Linked DNA regions of Mus musculus: region 1 is linked to region 2. The links are chromatin contacts, called in public HiChIP or PLAC-seq maps. All regions are on one chromosome and are shown on one strand. The core of a region is the stretch at or near the end of the contact, and the rest is flanking DNA. Distances in the headings are between cores, read along the strand shown. Region 1 overlaps Gm34612 (a long non-coding RNA gene). Region 2 has its middle 100 kb from the start of Gm34549.

Region 1 (2,810 bases), core at 97-2,596, 200 kb after region 2:
AAATGACATAAATATGGAAAATTATTTTAGTAGAACACTATAAAAGCCTCAAACAAATGTAGAACTTTCCAGTAGAGTTTCATTAATATTACATATTATTTGGTGGAAAGCTAATCTCTCTAAAGTAACTTTCTTTTATTATTATTTTGTATTTAATTTTTTCATAGAATATTCTGATAACACTTTTTTCCACCAAACTCATCCCAGACCCTCCCTAACTTCTTGAACCAGATACTGGTATCAAGGATGTATTTGAGAGCTGGCATGGAACTCACTTTGTAGACCAGGCTGACCTAGAACTCACAGAGATCCACCTGCCTCTGTGTCCGTAGCACTGGGAATAGACAAGTGTGTCACCATGCCTTGCTGGGCAGTGATTTAATAGCTAATCTCACAACCCCTTCTAAGGGAACTCTCCTGGAAACTGCGATTTATTCAAGTGTATTATGTGCTAATGACTTTGAAGATGCTGTTTGGAGGTCTCAAGTTCTTAAAAACTATTGTATCATATGAAAAGTTTCCTTATGTGCAACTAATTAAAATATTGATTGAAAAGATTAAATTTACAGTGACCAAAAGTGCAAATTGACTTATTTTTAAGTCTCCCTTTGAAATAATTAACACGTGTCTTTTGAAAATCAAAGTTAGAGTCTTCATTAGTGCTAATTTAACTTCCCAGCAGTAATATTAAAATATAATTATAATTCATACTGTTTTAATCATTAATTTTGTTTTGAACTATATTATATTAAAAGGGAAAATTTTAATGATTTCTATATTAGAACTGACAAAATGCCAAAAGTATACTTATTTCTGTAATAATAAGCAAAATTAAAACCAATTTGGTCCAAATCACTTTGTGTAACGTCTGTGTATGTTTTACCAGTTGGTTTCTCCTAAAGTTGTAAGTTTCAGGCCAGTTTATGGCAGTTTATAACTACTGCCATGAAACAATAACAAGGAAGGTTTTCCTGTCTGAAACAAGTGGGAGTCTGTATAATAATACTGGGAAACATTAGCTTTAGTCTCATTGCATCAAAAAAAAAAAAAAAAAAAAAAAGAGCACTCTAAACCATTGGGCTACACCCATTGGGCTACACTTTTTGTAACCACTGGGCTACACTCTTGCTTTGTGAGACCAACCCTGCTTTGACCACTTGTGCAGCTCCTGTGCCTGGAGATTTCATGGTAGACTCATACCCCTTTTAAGTTCTGGAGGCAACACGAAAGGCTGGTGGTGGGTTATTCAACCTCAGTTCCTTTTTGGGCTTCCACAGTGGTGCTGACCACAGTGGAATGTTTTTCCTGTAATGGGCAGAACCTTCTTGGTCACCCTCAAACGCACGTCCTGTTGAACACTTCCTCCTCAGATGTTCGACTCTGCAGCCCCCCAGACCCTTTTCTGAGTTGCTTCCTGTAGTTCTTCTTTCTTAGGTTTCTCTCCTCTGACTTCAAGTACTTAGCTTTAATCTTATATACAGTCGTCAGTTTCTCCTTTTAACTTCTTAGTCGTGAGTCTTACACTCCTGCCTCAGATTGATATTGCCCATTCTTTCTCATTCTTTCAATGATGTTATCAATGTTGGCAGGTTGCTCAAAATCCTTCAATGCATTCTATCTTGCTTTTACAATCATGTGTACATGAAAACACACACACACACACACACACACACACACACACACTCCTCAATACACTTCTCTTGGTACATTTTTAATTCTCTAGACCCACTCACACACCTTTCTTCTTTGGTCCTGTGGTTTCACGGTCTGCTTATATATACTTTTTGTCTTAACCCACCATGAAGGCCAGCACCTCCCTTCAAAGAGTAGTCCCACAAAGTATTGCTAGACATCTTTTGGGATTTACCTGTGATTCCATGTCATGATTGAAGAAGAGTTTACAATAAAAGCTTGTAACAAAAGCAAGTTCCTTCCCACAGGTCCAGTCCTTGAACATTTATTTCTCTCCGTCTCTGTCTCTTTCTTTCTCTCCCTCTCCCTCCCCTCCCTTCTTCCTTCCCTCCCTTCCATCTCCTCCCCAGTTCATGCTAAGCAAGTACTTTACCATCACAATATATCCCAGCTGCAGCATATAATTTTCAAGCTATCTTGTTCAGTTCACATAAGCTCCCGCTTACTGTTTGATTGCACTTGATTCTGCCCTTCTAAAATATCCAATGCACTTAGCATCATTCTTTGACTTTCCTGGGCCCACTTGTTCTCCACATGCTCTCAGTCCAGCTATGCTTTGCATAAGTGCTATAGGAGGCCGGTCATGTGCAGTAGTGTCAGGGCCTCATGTTCCCTTCTCAGCTGGATTTCAGGCAGGCCAGAGAGAGGTTTAGAAAGGGGTCATTGAGTAGAAGGGATAGAGAAGTTACAGTTTCAACACTTATCCCCTCTGCCTGCCTGCGTTGTGTCGCACCATGAATCCTGCTATCACTGACCACCTATAGACACCCCAGCAATCCTGAAACCCAGAGCACCGATGCGGTCATCTCTCTCTCTCCTTCTGAGTATAGCCCCGTCTTTCCTGCAAACCTGTGGGTTGGCTGCACTAAATCCACTCTATCAGAATTATGTGCAGTGGTTTCTGTGTTCCTGGCCATACCCTGAGGAGAATGTACCTTCTTTCTTACTGCCAGCCTGCGTGTATATTGTCATTTTTCTTGTTAATACTTACCTGGCATAGCCTCATTTTTATTCTTTAGTTTCAAACATTACGCCTCTTCCTGTTTTCAATAGTCTATCTTAAGCGAGTGTACAAACGAGCTTTGTTTTTGTTTAGCCAAGAGGATTCCATTTTTTCT
Region 2 (3,165 bases), core at 533-3,032:
AAAATTCAAGTTTGAGCTTTGAACTGTTGGTCTTAATCTGCTGCAGAGAACTAATTAAAAACCCTTGCCTGTGCAATTTATATAATACTGTCCAATGTCATACTGATAAGCTGACTATTAGCAGTTCTGTTTCTATGGGATGATCTCTTTGTCCTATCTGCTTCCTTAAGAATGTTCTAGCACAGTGCACTGCTCTGTTTGAACCTCTCAAAAAGCATATCTGATGTATCATTTTTTATTGGGGCTAATTTCCCCAAAAGGTTGAGTTTTTGAAATTATTGAGGACAGAGCCCTTTCCCTCTTAAATTTTACAATCCATACAGGGCCAGTGTGATACTGATTAGAGGAGCGTGAAGAAGCAGCTTTGGACTGGCTGGCGGCATCCATAAACTCCCTCCCATATCTGCATAGCTGCACAGGGACCACTGTCCCTGAAGCCCTAACATATTGCCTCCCCTTACTCAGGGCTAGGGTCTGAGACTCCTAGTGCATGCCTGAAACCGAAACACTCAGCTCTACATGCAACATCTGTGCTGTACTGCAACCATGTAATGATGTTTTGGCCAACACTGGACTCCATATGGGTCAAGAATCCTGTGTGATTACATCATTTGGTGATGTCCTAGCCAAGAGCATACTTTTAGTCTCTTGTATAATAGCAAGTCATCTAAACACACATCTCAAAACATGTCATTATTGTTAAGTGACATAAGACTCAATTGTCTTGTTTTGATACACAGACACACACACACAAACACATACAATATGATAGTGTTTAATTTACTAGTTTGGTCCCCAAGATATTAGTAATAATGATTAATAAAATAAAAAATAATTTTCAAATCTATATTTCTGTTTTTTTTAAAAAGATAATTGCATCATTTCTCCCTTTTTTTTCATCCTCAACCCTTTCCATGGACTCTCAAATTTCCCTTGCTCCCTCTCAAATTCACAACCTCCTTTTCCTTGGTTGTTGCTGTTTCCTTTACAGAGGTGCACAATCATATAAGCACAACCTGCCAAGACCCCGAAACGGTGTTGCCTGTTGTGTATGACGTCAAGGTTGATCACTTGGATTGGGACATCAGTCAATTCTGCCATTCAGACTTAGTCAGTGACAAAGTCTGTGGTTCTGGTGACCTTATAATATCTCCCATATGCTGTGCACCTCAGAAAAAACACTTAGGTCTGAGCTACCTCACCTTCCTTAGGGAGATGTGTTGTTTTATCCACTTTGAAAATAGAAGAAACTGAAGCCTAAGAGCTAATCAGTGGTAGAACAGGGACACAAAATAAAGGTTCCCGGCTTTAACTGAAATCCTCAGTTTTGGTCATTTAGTTTTAATCCCGCTAATGGACGTGCAACCACATCTATCTCATCTGACTCCATGCAAATGTGCTATGACCTCCGTGCTAGGTGAGTGAGCATCCTGAGGCTGAGCTAGAGCAGCCAAGTGACTTGCTTAAAGTCTGGGATCAGAGTCTCCATCTTTCTGAGCCCAGTGCCTTTCCTTGCTGTACTGCCGCACTCTAAACCAGAGTAAGCCTGAGAGTAAAACATGGTCTTTAATGAAACCTTGAGGACGTGGTGACTTTCACTGTGGAACTTGTTTTGGAACATAGAGAAGCCCCAGTTCTGGGTACAAGTGACCCTGAATGAAACACACTGGCTCTAGAATGTTCCCCCTTGGGGCCCTGGGGCAGGGGCATAGGACACCATGAAGCAGTCCAGCTGCTTCCCTGAGAAATACAGTTCTCTGTCTGCCCCTGTTGCCCAGAGACAGTTGGAGGAAGCCCTGTACCTCACTGCTTCCCTTTTCAGTCTTTAAGCCCAGGGCCACATGCTGGGTAGTGTTGAAGGCTCTCAACCTTCAACTGCTTGGGGACTTGCCACTCTATTTGCTGGTATCCCCGTCAATGCAGAAGAAATCATCTATGCATGTCAAATAGGCATTCTTAAAAAAACAAACAAACTTATCCATCTTCTGTTGATGGTCCCAATTGTGTGAGCACAATGTGGGCTATTTCTTTAAGAACCACAATACCATTCTATGAGTGTGACACCATTTCAATGAGTCCCAACGATGAGAGATTTATATTTTAAGCTAATCACTCATACAATTAGGAAAAAAAAACCCACCAAGGTATCAGGTATCCCCATATAAAACACCAGCGAGTCGGATTAAACATCTAAAAATGCTTCAAAAAATCGTTCCCATGTCACCAAGAAGCAGAGAGCGGAACTGCGAAGCGTTTACAAAGCAGGAGCTGACACCAGGCATATTTGAACACCATGAGATATGGTATCACCAGGGACAGAGTGTGAGTTTAGTTAATAATGAATGACATAGCCCATAAAATACCATTACACAGTGTTCAGGGCCCAAGAATGATGACATAATTATTAGGAGACTGGGAGATTAAGATACGATTTTTAAAAACATGACAGGGGAGGGTGTAATTGGGGAGACAAAATACACAGGAAGTTTGTAATTTACATGTCAAAATACCTTTTTCATGTTTTGATTGGATTAGACGCTGCCTTTCCACTCCATTTATCCTGACTTCAATTAGAGGCAGCCGAAATGACATCCCACGTTCATATTCTTGACACCCGCTGCTCACGGGCACTTTCTAATTCTAACCGACAGGAAGGGGGAAAGGGAAACTCCGTTTTGCCTCTGTCATGCACTTTTTACTTAACCCCTAATTTGCTTCTAAATGAGCCTGTCAGTGAGGTTTGCTGGGCTGTGTACACAGGCTGCCACGCCTGGTCTGGATGGAAGCTTCAGCCATAACACTGTTGCAGGCTGATAGGGGACCTAGAGATGTCCTGAGCAGAAGATGCAAGGATTTCTTCAGAAATGGGGGGTGGGGGAGGGGGAGGAGGAAACTTGCTGAAGAGTCATGTCAGCATGCCATACACACGGTGTGTGGCTATCTTGTAGAGTACGCTCCAGGTTGAGTTTATGGGGAAGCAAGCATGTTCTTCCGTCATTTGCTTTAAATGTACTAAAGTGACTGGCTGCCAGGTCTCTGTTGAAATACTGCTTCTGCTTAAGCCCATGGGCATGCCCCAGTCAGTCGGCTGAATAGAAAATGTCTTATTTTCACTAGTGTGAGTGGGCAGTACCTGATCTGTCAAGGGGCCAAATAGAAAAAAAA

Evidence for each region. HiChIP or PLAC-seq counts read pairs in DNA pulled down with a chosen protein or histone mark.
Region 1: an H3K27ac HiChIP or PLAC-seq map of microglia shows a contact between it and region 2, with 6 times the contacts expected there. The contact joins two enhancer-like sites. A contact is called at or near these places in 5 of 115 datasets of contacts at active chromatin or transcription factors (cardiomyocytes, double positive thymocytes, embryonic basal ganglia and 2 more).

What each region holds. Positions count from the first base shown.
Region 1 is chr7:68,794,490-68,797,299 of GRCm38.p6, forward strand. The region is part of intron 1 of Gm34612 (a long non-coding RNA gene); the gene reads left to right. Among named protein-coding and RNA genes, the nearest start is that of Gm34612, 3.6 kb to the left of the region's middle. Within about 2 kb of position 1,347, at least 3 of the 459 cell types and tissues checked have an H3K27ac peak or open chromatin away from gene starts, as enhancers often do. A contact at or near this core is called in microglia, where this site is marked.
Region 2 is chr7:68,591,194-68,594,358 of GRCm38.p6, forward strand. No RefSeq gene overlaps it. Among named protein-coding and RNA genes, the nearest start is that of Gm34549, 100 kb to the left of the region's middle. Within about 2 kb of position 1,783, at least 5 of the 459 cell types and tissues checked have an H3K27ac peak or open chromatin away from gene starts, as enhancers often do. A contact at or near this core is called in microglia, where this site is marked.